2 separate regions of the Callithrix jacchus genome follow, and region 2 is linked to region 1. A link is a contact called in public Hi-C data. All regions are on one chromosome and are shown on one strand. Each heading gives the region's core, a stretch centred on a gene start, on an enhancer-like site or on the middle of the called end of the contact. The rest is flanking DNA. Distances are from core to core; before and after follow the strand shown.

The links. A called contact is a pair of places that touch in the nucleus more often than the background predicts.
Region 2: a Hi-C map of skeletal muscle shows a contact between it and region 1, with 3 times the contacts expected there. The contact joins two enhancer-like sites. A contact is called at or near these places in 2 of 3 Hi-C or Micro-C datasets (both in skeletal muscle).

The regions. Positions count from the first base shown.
Region 1 is chr7:115,050,359-115,057,541 of calJac240_pri, forward strand. All of the region lies in intron 7 of MIGA1 (mitoguardin 1), which reads left to right. Among named protein-coding and RNA genes, the nearest start is that of MIGA1, 47 kb to the left of the region's middle. Within about 2 kb of position 5,048, at least 1 of the 16 cell types and tissues checked has an H3K27ac peak or open chromatin away from gene starts, as enhancers often do. A contact at or near this core is called in skeletal muscle, where this site is marked.
Region 2 is chr7:115,341,365-115,347,975 of calJac240_pri, forward strand. It overlaps GIPC2 (GIPC PDZ domain containing family member 2), which reads left to right. Exons shown (of 6, transcript XM_035251965.3): 4 at 6,071-6,177. Among named protein-coding and RNA genes, the nearest start is that of GIPC2, 70 kb to the left of the region's middle. Within about 2 kb of position 1,532, at least 3 of the 16 cell types and tissues checked have an H3K27ac peak or open chromatin away from gene starts, as enhancers often do. A contact at or near this core is called in skeletal muscle, where this site is marked.

The sequences.
Region 1 (7,183 bases), core at 3,798-6,297:
CGTAATCTTCAGTTATTCAAGATGAGTAAATTCTGGAGATCTAATGTATAACATAGTGACAGTAGTTAATAATACTGTGTTGCGTATTTGAAGTTTTACTAAAAGGCTAGATCTTAAATCTTACTATACACACATATACACACACAGTCACTATGTAGAAATGGTATATAGTTAATTAGCTCAATTGTGGTGGTCAATTCACACTATATACATATGACAAAACAATCATATACCTTAAATATATGCAGTTTTGTATGTCAATGATATAAAACTGTTAAAAAACACTTTGTTCAACAACTACGAATTCAGCTTATTCTGTTTTTACATTTTTTTCATCTTGATTATAAAGAGGTCATGGGGTCGGGCCCAGTAGCTCACGCCTGTAGTCCTAGTTCCTCAGGAGGCAGAGGCAGGAGGTTCTTGAGCTCAGAAGTTTGAGGCTGTACCGAGCTGTGGCTGTGCCTATGCACTGCAGCCTGAAAAGAGTGAGAGAGATTATGTGATACTTTTTTGTATATCGTAATAAAATATTAACTGGAAATTTAGGAAAATATAGAGTCTTTTGGAAAAAGAGGCTAATATCAATTAACTTATTTGGAAACATTGCTGAGGCGGAGTATTTTACAGGTAGGGATTTGCCATCAAGTGTTCATAGCTGGTTTTATACTCACTTGCAAATCATTTTAGTATTGGAAGGCTCATGTGTCAGATTTTATTTACTTTAGAAGAGCCTCAGCAAAATTTAGTTTACTAATTTGGAATTCAAAATTTAAACAAACACTCTACTTAATTATACATTTGTACTATTTGTGGAAGAATAGTTTGCCAACTTAACATTAGGGATGAGATTATAGGGGGGCTGTTTAAATCCTTTCAGCATGATTTTTTTTTTTTCTTTTCTGAGACAAAGTCTTGCTCTGTCACACAGGCTGGAGTGCAGTGGCGTGATCTCAGCTCACTGCAGTCTCCACCTCCCAGGTTCAAGCAATTCTCCTGACTTTACAGGCACGCACCACCATGCCCAGCTAATTTTTGTTTTTTTTAGTAAAGATGGGGTTTCACCATGTTGACCAGGCTGGTCTCGAACTCCTGTCCTCATGATCCTCCTGCCTCAGCCTCCAAATCCCAAAGTGTTGGGATTACAGGCATGAGCCACCATGCCTGGCCCAGCATTATTCTTCCAGCATTGTTCTTTGTAGATAACAATGTATTTATTCAAAATAAATGATGTTTATTCTCCTTTTTTTTTTTTTAAATAGCAAATCCAAGAAACTTATGAGTTATCAGTATTGTGAATTATTTGGGGTTACTTTTGGTAGATGAAGTTAATATCATAGATTTTGAAAAGCATATACTATGGTTCTAACATTGGATATGGTGACCATTGCACAGCTCTGTACATTTAAAAGTAAAACACGTTGCACACTTAAAGGGGGTGAATTTTGTGGTTTGTGAATTATACTTTAATTAAAAGTATAATTATACACTAGTATAATATAGTTAAAAATACACTATGTTTGGTGTTAAGCTAAACTTAAGTAGATTTTTATGAATTTAAAGTAGTGTAAAATAGCATTTCATATTAAATTTAATACAAATCCCAGGTTTTCATTTTGGGTTTTTTGGTTTTTAGAGACAAGGTCTTGCTTTTTCTCCTAGGCTTCAATGCATTGCCACAGTCACAGCTCTCTGGAGCCTCAAACTCCTGGGCTCAAGCAACTCCCCTGTCTCAGCCTCCTAATAACTAGGACTGCAGGCACATGCTATTGTGCCTGGCTAATTTTTTAAAATTTTTTAGAGAGATTGTGTCTCACTTTGTTGCCTAGGCTGGGCAAAATTTTTTAAAAGTTCATTAAAGAAGCACTTAGTTTCAAAGGTGATGGGCCTGCTGAATTATAAACTGTTTCTCTGTTGTCACCTGTTGAATTATAAACTCTGTTTCTCTGTTGCCACGTTGATCCTGATGCCTCAGCTGGTAACCAGAAATATTAACCATTATCTTTTAATAGCCCATGAACCATACTATTGTTTATATGCATGGTCATTTCTGCAAGTAATTTGGATATGTTGTTGTTTTTACTTTGGTTAAATTTTAAATCTTTTTTCTATTCTGTAACATTGCCATCCAAGTCGCCATTAAACATGATAAATACTGGAAAGAAGATCTGCTGACATTTCTGTTAATTTAGTAGCAAGCATACTGGAAATAGTAGAACTAATACTAAGAAAATAAAAGAGCAATGTTAAAGTAGGAGCACTTTTATTTTTAAAATTAAAAACTTCTGACAACCTGGCTCTAAAATTGCAATCATTCAAATACATTCCTAAGCCACACTGTCATGTGTGTTAAAATAGAAAACAGGCGGGATGTGGTAGCTCATGTCTGCCTGTAATCCCAGTACTTGGGAGGCTGAGGCAGAAGGGTTGCTTGAGGCCAGGAGTTTAAGACCAGTCTGGAGAACATAGCGAGATCCCCATCTCAAAAAAAACAAAAAAATTGAGAATTAGCCAGGAATGGTGGTGTGTGCATGTAATCCTAGCTAGTCAGGAGGCTGAGGTAGGAGAATCCCTTAAGCTTAGGCATTTGAGACTGCAGTGAGTTATGATTGGACTATTGTACTTTAGCCTGAGAAACAGAGTGACACTCAGTCTCTTAAAAAATTATAATAAAATAGGAAATATTTTTGAAGGAGGTAATATTGATACAAAATGGTTTACTAGTAATATTTTGTGTTTTAAAAGCATACTTAAACATAGATTTTATTATAATTATTGTGGTTTAAAAATATGCTTGCTAAAAGAATACAGCACAGTAGTTGTATTTCAAGCCATCTTTACAGTTTTTCCTATGATGAGAAAATAGCTTTGAATTAGGCAGTGTTTGAATTATGTTTTAAGGAATGAATTCCTCCTGTAAAATATAGCCCACCCCGTATTCTATAATTCATTGTTTGCCATGTTCCATGCTGCATTTCCTTAACCATTCTGAATTAGTGAATCATTATTGCATGCATTTCTAAGTGCTAATGCGCCAAAAGTTTAATATGGCTTAAATAATAGTTCTTTGTTCTGTTCCTCTTTTTTTTTTTTTTTTTTGAGACAGGGTCTTGCTCTGATGCCCAGGCTGGAGTGCAGTGGCACAATCTTGGCTCATTGCAACCTCCACCTCCGGGGTTCAAGTGATTCTTCTGCCTCAGCCTCCCAAGTAGCTGAGACTACAGGCATGCTGGCGACTACAGGCATGCACTACCACACTCAGTTACTTTCTGTATTTTTAGTAGAGACAGAGTTTCACCATGTTGGCCAGGCTGGTCTCAAACTCCTGACCTCATGATCCCCCCACCTCGGCCTCCGAAAGTGCTGGGATTACAAGCGTGAGCCACCGCTCCTGGCTGAGTCAGTTAGTTCTCTAATAATGAAAAAATATTTTCCTGTAATCCCAGCACTTTGGGAGGCCAAGGCGGGTGGATCACGAGGTCAAGAGATCGAGATCATCCGGTCAACATGGTGAAACCCTGTCTCTACTAAAAATACAAAAAATTAGATGGGCATGGTGGCACGTGCCTGTAATCCCAGCTACTCAGGAGGCTGAGGCGGGAGAATTGCCTGAACCCAGGAGGTGGAGGTTGCGGTGAGCCGAGATCGCACCATTGCACTCCAGCCTGGGTAACAAGAGCGAAACTCTGTCTCAAAAAAAAAAAAAAAAAAAATTTCCTCATTCACTTAAAAGAACGTTTAGTGTTGAGTGTGAGATGTTGAAATCACTAGAGGGCAGCACATTTTATCTACATGTTGGATGCCTGTGACTCAGATACCATTCCGTGTTGCTACTTGTAGCACTGGGAGCTAATGTAAGTCAACACTTGCTGGCGGGCTTTATATACACCTGCTACTGTAACTCACAATGAGAAAGATCATGGAAGTTATGCAGAGAAGACATGAAATAACATTAATCTAAATTTCCATTAGTGTGCAAGTTCTTCTAGCTAACAGCATCTGAAATCAGTGTTATGTTTATGTTTATTTATAGCTTCTGTTTTCAGATATTGTTAAATTATAATATAATTGTTAAACTGTATTTTTTTTGTAACTTTTGAAGGCTTAATCAAAACCTCCAATATGATTTCAATTATACATAGTATAACTTAGTAATTAAGAACATGGGCTTTGGAGTCAAACAAGCATGGGTTCAAATCCTAGCTCTGCCTGTCTTGCTAGCTGGGACATTAAGCAAGCCTTGACTTTGCTTAGACAGCTTCTTCATCTGTAACGTGTAGGGCTATATTAGGATCAACTTCATAGAACTGTGAGGATTAAGTGAAATAACACATCATATCATCATATTTAGCACAGGCACATGGTAAACACTTATCTATTCATTATTATAATTATAGTCTAACAGTTTAAAGAGGCCTGTTCTAAGCTGATTTAAAAATTTCATAGTTATAGATAGAAGGATATCGTATGTTCATAAGTTGTTCTACAGTGATATTATTAGTCAATTCTGCAGACAACTTTTTTCTGTGAATTAAGTTGATTTTTCTTATAGTAATATAAAATTGCATTTAATGAAAGAAGGTATTTAAGGCATGTTTAAAGTTGTTTTCTGGAAAAGAATAAAAAAAGATGCTCTTTATAAGTCTACCTTTTTTCTGGGTTAGAAATCATCTGAAAAGTTTGCAAAAAATAATTATTGTAGGTATAGCTGAGATTATTGGCTTTTTCTGATCTCTGACGTTGCCATGCATAGGAGGAAAACAAAAAGTGATAATGGATATACTGCCCCTTGCTGACATATCCTATCATTAATAATAATAATTATTATTATTTGAGACAGGGTCTCGCTCTGTTGCTTGGGCTGGAATGCAGTGGTGCGATCACAGCTTACCACAGCCTCAACTTCCTGAGTGCAAGTGACCCTCCCATCTCAGCTTCCTGAGTAGCTGGGACTACAGGCGTGCACTACCATGCCTAGCTGATATTTTAAGTCTTTGTAGAAACAGAATCTCACTATGTTGCTGGTCTGGGCTTGAACTCCTGGGCTCAGGCTATCCTTCTTCCTCAGCATCCCAAAGTGCTGGGATTACAGGCATGAGCCATCATGCCTAGTCATTGTTTTGTTTTTAATGTTTGGATAGGTAGTTGCCTCAGCACCTTTCTTTGAATAATATATTCTTTTGTGGCTGATTTGCAAAGTGCCCCTTGTCGTATGTGAGGTCTTTCTCTGTGTGTCTTTTCTGGGCTCTCTATTTCGTTCTGTCACTCTGTTTGTTTCCTGCATTGGTTTCACAGTATCTTAATTACTGTAGCTTTATATAGCTTCATGATAAATCTTGACACTTGGCAGGGTGATTCCATTCACTGCGGGTTTTTTTTTTGAGACTCGTCATGACTATTCTTAGCCCTTTGCCTTTCCATGTGAAGTTTAGGACAGCTTGTCAAGTTTCATGAAAACCCTCTTGGGATTTTGATTATGATATTGTATTTATAGATCAGCTTAGGTGAATTTACATTTTCATAACATTAACCTTTTTATCTGTGAACATGATATGGTTCTTAGGTCTTCATTTATGTCTTTCATAATGTTTTATAATGTTCTTCATTAAATGTCTTATATGTCTTTTTCCCTAAGTCCCATATAGATTTGTTGTCATTATAAGTGGTTTTTTTAAATTTACGTTTTCTAATTTGTCATTGCTGGTATCTATAATGTTGGTTTTTGCATTTGAATATTAATAACTTGTGAACTCTTATTAGTTGTAATACCAGTAATTTGACATACGTTCTTTTAGGGTTTTTATTCAGACCACATATTATCTGGGAATGATAACATGTTTATTCTTATTTCATCTTTTCAACACTTATTCTTTCATCCCTCTTTCCCACCCCCTCCCCCCCCCCCGACCACTGTCTTATCTCATCACTTTGGGTAGAGTGTTATAATCTTTTTTTGTCTGAAGGGAGCTGTGTCAGAAGGAGGACCATAAGTCAGCTGGCCCACTATACAGAATCAAAGACTATATTTCCCTGTAACGATAGACTCTCATTAAGGTAAAGGAACATGAATGGCAGAGACACCCATGGAGACTTTAAGGCAGATATAGCTTAAAAATCAATTTTTAAGTATTTATTTGTTTGCTGTGTGCCTTGCACAGCAAATACTTAAACACAGCTCTGAAGCATGTAATGAAATTCAGACAAAATGAGGGCTAACGTGTCTATTTTCAGGTTGCTTATAGTCTGATTGGTTAACTAACACTTAACATTTATGGACCAGTTAGAAAGCAATGTAAGTTAGTATATTCTTTAATACCAAGCTGTTTCATAAGATTCAGAGCCTAAGCTCCATCTACGAAGCAGAAGATCTTTCTTTAACTTTTCCTTACCACTTCCATTCCTTCCTTCCCATACCTCATAGTTGAAGTGCCCTCAGCCTGTTTAAGAGCCTAAGATAAGAGCTTGAAAGTAAGCAGATCTTGTTTGGGACATGTGGGTTAATTATTTAGTTATCTGCAGCTGTTTTTTGCTGCGATATCTGAATATATATGAAATTTGTTTGGAAACCCGAGTTTCGGATAAGAAGATAATGTACAGTGTATTTCTGCCTGATTGTATTATCTTTCCTTAATAAGCAAGTAATTTTGTAAGCTTTGAAAAGTGGCTATAAATGGGTGGCAAATGCAAAAATGTTTGAGTCCAGAAACCTGTCTATGCTATATAGATAATTTTTATACCTTTCAAATATCACACAATAAAAATATATATTTATATATTTTATAATAAATAGAAGCTTGTATTATCTGAACTATTGTGGTAAAAATTAGGCTTTAGTTGGCCACAACAGCTAATGAGATATTCTACCAATCTCTCATGAGGAAATTCTCATCTCCTACCAAAATGTGAGATTCAACTAATCTCTAACACCAAGGAATGACTTAAACTTTAGGAGACTTCTGTTCCTGTCATATCATGAAGAATGTGTCATTACATGCTTTGGAAGTTTATTTTAGTAACAGTACATTCAGGAATTAACATTATTCTTTATCCACTTGGGCTAGGCTATTTGGGCAGGACTAAGTTGCTGTATTTAATGCCATTTTAAAAGTAAACCGGCTGTGAGGTGGGAGGATCGCTTAAGCCCAGGAAGTTGAGGCTGTAAGACCTTGTCTCAAAAAAAATTTTT
Region 2 (6,611 bases), core at 282-2,781, 290 kb after region 1:
GTGCTGCTCCATACTCTGGGCCAACTAGAGCAAGGCCTCACTCTGTGCGGAAGTGGGGAGAATATCCAGCCTCCCCACTGCCTGCTCCTTTGACAGTTGAGGATCTAAGCTATGTTGCATGTGCTCCTCCTGACAACAGTGCTTTCATCTTCTGTCAGCACTGCTTCTTTCCCTAGGGCCCAGGCACAAGCTTTTCGGAGTAAAACAGACACCTTTCTGCCTTTTCCATTTCTCCATCTCTCTACCTGAGCATTACCAAATAGCAGAAACTAGGGGTTTGGCTGTTTATTGAAAATGTCAGTTAAAATAGGTTCTTGTAAAGAATGATACATGTGTATATAAACATTTCATTTTAATTTAAAACATAGATGTAAATCATGAACAACATTCATTATTTGGGTGATGCGTACGTGCAAAGTTCAGACTTCACCACTAGCAACCTATGCACGTAAGAAACCTGCACTTGTACTCCCAGCATAAAAACTAAAAAATAATGTTTAGGTTCATGGCAAAACTGAGAAGAAAGTACAGAGAGTTCCCATTTCTATGTTTTAAAACATAGAAGTGTATATTCTTTTATCACTCTTAATGTAAAAGGCCTTTCGAGTGGAGGACACAAATTGGGGTTCTATGATGTCTGTCTTCTATAATCACAACCTTAATGCATACCTCTGGGTTCTATTGCATTAAAAAAAACCAGATATGGAAAATAATGGCTGTTTAAAAAGATACTTTCTTTTTTCATTTCAATTGTAGTTCATTGCAGTCTCAAACTCCCAGGCTTAAATGATCTTCATACCTTAGTCTCCTGTGTAGCTTGGACTACAGGCACGTCCCACCATGCCGGGCTGATAAAACATTTTTTTTTCTTTTTTTTTGAGACAAGGTCTTGTTCTGTCACCCAGACTAAAGTACAATGGTGTGATCACAGCTCACTGCAGCCTCGAGGTCCTGGGCTCAAGCAGTCCTCTTACTTCAGCCTCCTGCTAGCAAGGGCTGCAGGTGCGCGCTATTCTGTCTGGCTAATTTTTGTATTTTTTGTAGAGGTGGAGTTTCACCATGTTGCCCAGGCAGGTCTCAAATTCCTGGGCTCAAGTTATCCACTGACCTTGGCCTTTCAAAATGCTGGGATTAGAGACATGAGCCACGGCACCCAGCCTAAAATTTCTAGTAGAGACAAGGTCTCGCTATATTGCACGGGCTGGTCCTGAACTCCTGAGCTCAAGTGATCCTCCTGCCTTGGCCTGCTAATGTGTTGAGATTACAGGCATGAGCCACTGCACCCAGCCAAAAATATTTTTTCTGATCTCCTAGAGTCACCTTGCCCACATCTAATTTTTTTTTTTTTTTGCAACTGACCCTTACGGAGTCTTTCCAAGGCAATCAACCATCAACCTAGTTTTCATAGCACTAATAACTCCTTGTTTTACACTCACTTCATCAGCTCATGCACTTTTAAATTAAAGCACGTAATTACAGTAACAGATACAGTTGCCACAAAAAGGTCTGGGAACAAACCTGACTGCTTTTAGGCTACGTGCAACTCCACGGTGGGAGTGGTTAGGCACCCACAAGCTGTGTGTTCCTGTGCCCTAAGTGACGTATGGCAGGCAGATGGCCAGTACCCTCAACTGGGAGCCCTGATACATCTAGTGAATCAGCTAGCTGCAGGTGCAGGCTGGGAGCAGTGACTGCTGTATCCACTGCATCCCTCTCATAACTCAGCCCCAAGAGAAGCCTCATGCAGATCTCTTCATGTAAACTGACTGATTTAGGGCTTGACCTAGTTGGCCAGACGTGCTTAGACAGGCCAGCACGCCAAAAGTAGGCCAGGCTATAAACATTTGTGATCTCCAAAACATTTCAAAAACATAAAATCTGTTTTTCCCCCTGTGGGTGAACAGGACCATCCTGCTTGTTCTTGTGTATAAACAGATTGATTTATGTACCTGAATCATAGGCTCATAGAGAAACATGGCTTCTGTTTCCTTAGAGGTGAAAACTGCCCTTCTGGAGCCTGGTCCAAGCCAGAATTTAAATTTAACTTTGGTGCCACCAAGTGGTAAGCTTTGAGATGCCACCTTTGAGAAGATGGCTTGGCAAATACATGATGATAAAAAAAAATCCAGAATGTATAGGAGGAGCTTGGAAGATTTTTAGGGTAGAAACACCATTTTGTATAATATTACAATAGTGGATACATATAATATGCACTTATGCAAATCCATAAAATGTGTAACACCAAGAGTGAACTCTAAATTATGGACATTGGGTGATTGCGATGTGTCAATGTAGTTTCATCAGTTGTAGCAGAAGTCTTACTCTGGTGCTGGAGGTTGATAATGGGAGAGGCTGTGCCTGTGCGGTGGGGATAGGGGTCATATGCAAACTTTCTGTACTTTCTGCTCAGTTTTGCTGTGAACCTAAAACTGCTCTATCAAATAAAATTTATTAATGAAAACTCCTCCATGCTACATACATTTTCCCTTCTGGCTACCAGTGCTGCAGGTAAGAGGAAGGTAAGATAGAAACATCATGTAGAGAGGAGAGCTGACTTCTCAGGCAGGGATGATACAAGCTTTTGTGATGCCCCTCATTCCAGAGGCTGGGTCCTTAGCTTTATAAATCCCAGAAACCTTTTATTTTTCAATGTATTTAGAGTTGTTCAGTTTTTCAGGGCTATATCATGCTCACCAAACTTACAAGACACACTTTTTGAAAAATCAGAATGGCAATATATTATTTTGCAATTAGAAATATATATTCAGTGGTAAACCAAAACACATGTGTTAGATGAGAAGTTCATTTTTCACCCTTTAGGAAATTTATATGGGCGGACAAATTGTACCAAGTAGGTACAATTTGGTGAAATTGCTTGGTGAAATTGCAGTAGAGTCAGGGAAGGAGGTTGCTTGTCTTAAGATTACTACCATTAAGACGAGGCTATCTTCACTGCTTTGGGGATATACACGACTCTGGGCTGGGGACACTTACACTGTTAGGCAGTACATAACACTGGACAGTGCTGATCCTGTCCTGGACAGGTCAACTTAATCTTTTTCTTTCCGTACTCATTTTGAAACTCTATGCTGAGTGCATGAGAGTTCTTTTTTCCCTCATGCAGGACAGATTATAACTACCAAGGCCAATACTATAGGCTTGCTGATATAGCTCTGGTCTCCTGTGAATGTCTGGTCACCACGATTAGCATTTGGGTGTTCCCCAGCTCATCAGCCACCGTTTATAGGTTTTTGGTTAGGTTGGGCTTGTGTACTCATTACATGATAATTTTTAATAGGTTTATTCTCAGAGGAAAACTTATGTTTTAAGTTTCGGTGATTCTGTTCCTGAATACAGGTCAAAATTAATATGCAAAATTAATTTGCAAAATCCTTAATCACTTTGGCATAGATTCCCAATAGTAAAGCAGTACTTGGCTGAATATAGTAATTATCCTGGCTTATTAGTCTGTTCTCACACTGCTATAAAGACATCCCTGAGACCGAATCATTTATGAAGAAAAGAGGTTTAATTGATTCACAGTCCTACATGGCTGGGAGGCCTCAGGAAACTTACAATCATGGCGGAAGGGGAAGCAGACATGTCTTATATGGCAACAGATGAACGAGAGCATGCAAGAGCAGGGAAAACTGCCTTACAAAACCATCAGATTTCATGAGAACTGATTGACTATCATGAGAATGGCATGGTGGAAACCTCCACCCCAATCCAATCACTTCCCACCTGGTCTCTCCTTCGACATGTGGGGATTATGGGGATTACAATTTGAGATGAGATTTGGGTGGGGACACAGAACCAAACCATATCACCTAGGTTCTAAGTAAGAATGCAGGCCACTTGATGTCTGTGTCATGAGAGCTTTGCACAGACCTCACTGCCTATGCATGCTCACCAGCCTGTCCTGTGATGCCTCACTGGAGTGCTCAGTTGTCTCTGGTTCTTTAGTGCAGTGGCCCCCAACCTTTTCAGCACCAGGGACTGGTTTCATGGTGCCAAAAAGGTTAGGGACCACCTCACTAAAGAAATTTTTCCACAGATGGGGCAGGCAGGAGAGAATGGTTTCAGAATAAAACTGTTTTATCCACCTCATCATTAGGCATTAGCTGGATTCTCATAAGTAGCGCACAACCTCGATCACTCACGTGCGCAGTTTACAGTAGGATTCATTTTCTGTGAGAATCTAATGCCGCTGCTGATCTGGCAGGAGGCAGAGCTCAGGCTATAAGTTGATGCTGTATGGCCCGGTTCCTAACAGGCCATGGATTGGCACCAGTCTGCAGCCCTGGAGTTTGGAGACGCCTGCTTTAGTGCAGCATCCCCTTCCCACCTGCCTCTTCCCCTAAACTGCTGCCATACGGAGTCCTCAGTCAAGGACGCTCACAATATTTACAGAGGTTATAAATTAGTGTCCTATGGTTGGAATCTGGCCCATAGATCTCTTTTGTTTTTGCCAATATGTTGTTTTTAAAAGTTTGATTTAATTGCCCAAACTTAAAAAATTTTTAAATCAGAAGATGCACACAAAACTCTGAGTATTCTCTTTCTTTTTTGTTTTTTCTATTTTTAATTTTTTTTAATTTCTGTGAATTCGAGTATCCTCTTTCTTTCCTTCTCTCTCTCTTCTTTCTCTTATTCTGTCTCCTTCCTTCCTTCTTTCTCTCCTTCCTTCCTCCCTCCCTTCCTCCCTCCCTCCCTTCTTTCCTTCCTTCTCTCTCTCTCTTTTCTTTCTCATGATCTCATTGTGTTGCCCAGGCTGGAGTGCAGTGGTACAGTCATGGCTTACTGCAGTCTTGACCACCTGAGCTCGAGCAGTCCTTCCACCTAAGCCTCTTGAGTAGCTGGAACTACAAGAATGTGCCACCACACCTGGTTAGTTTTTGTATTTTTAGTAGAGACGGAATTTTACCCCGTTGCCCAGGTTGGTCTTAAACTCCTGGGCTCAAGAGATCAGCTTGTTTTCATCTCTCAAAGTGCTGAGATTACAGGCATGAGCCACCACCCTGGCCTGAGTATCCAGTTTCTTTGCCAAAAAAAAAGTGGGTGTTCTGGCTTTGCAGGGCTTATATTCCCACAGCACAATAAGTTATTGGAGTGGGGCCTACATAGGGCACATATCTTCCAATTATCCTCTTTCGTCACCCTTCCCTTTCACTCATTTTGTGTTAACATATTTGGTGGTTACTCTTAGTGTGTTGCAAATACAGGAAAAGACACAACAGAAGAACCAAGCATAAGAAAAGTAGTGGCTTTCTGTGGATAGAAAGCCACTGCTCGCTGCTCTTGTCCTTGCTGTCTGCGGAGAATTCCTTCCTTGGAACCTGCTCAGAGGCTCTTTTTCTTTTGCACCCTATTTCTATGTCAACTCTGATTTTATCCCTTGTGCTTCCAAGGGGTGTGGGCTGGAGCATTGTTCAGGAAAGCATATGGACTTTGAAATCTGGTCTGTATCCGCAAGACCTGGTTTTGAATCCCAGCCCCATTTCTTACTGACTTCCTTTCCCTTATTTGTAAAATGAAAGCAATCACCTGTCTCATAGGTTGGTTTGAGGATTAAATGGGATTTTTTTAACATAAAGCATCAAGCAGAGGCTAGTGCTTTTGTCCCTCTCTTCTCTCTTTTTTCTTTGATTTTTTTTTTGTTTCTTCTTTTTTATTGGTCCATTAGGAGAAGAAACCTCTCTTCTTTCCAGACATGATTTTTTTTCTTTTTTTTGTGACCTTGATGAAACTACTTGCCCCTCTTTACTCTTTATAAAGCCCACTGTTTTATTTTTTCTTCCTTGTAACTTTGTCTTTCCCATCTGTACATTTCACATATTCCCCTTTCTTGGAATTAGAACTCTCTCCCAAAGACTCTCCTATAAGAATAATGGATGCCAAGTAAATTTATTTTGTTTTGGTGAATTCTATAAGAAGGCCTACCTTTTATCAAATTTCTATAGCAATTGTATTTAGTTTTGTGATAGAAACTACATTAGCTTTCACAGTAATCTGTTGGTATTCTTTCTGTGTATATGTGTATGTTTCCCTGTTCATTGTGTATTTGTAGAAATAGAGCCGAGGTCAAGGGCCGGAAAGTCATCAGAAGGAAAAATTGGTTGTGGAAGGGGAACACTTCGCCTGAGATCAAAAGGCCCTGCTACCTTGGAGGAAGTGGTATGTTATGTTCATTTACTTTCTGTTCTGCTTGGAAATGTTGAGATACGTGTGATTATTGGAACTGGAAATGAAGATAAAATCACAAAGTTAGATAAAATTCCATTCATTCTAATCAAAACTTGGACTTTGAATTCATTGTCTGTTTAAACAATCTGGAAATTACCGAAGGTATTTAGAAAGGAAATATAGAAATTAAGTACATAGATTGTGACATGTAGAAATTCTCAGCTACCTGTAGATGACGTTTCTAGCTGGACTATATCAAAAACTTAAGTCAACTAAAGCTCTCTGAGAGCCAAGAAAAAGTGTCAGAGCCACCTGTAGGAGATTTTGATAATGAAAGATTAGATTCATAAACTCCTCTTATCACGTAAAACATGTAGTCACCTTTGACTCTTTCCGTTCCTCCACATCGCTTTTATCAGCAAATC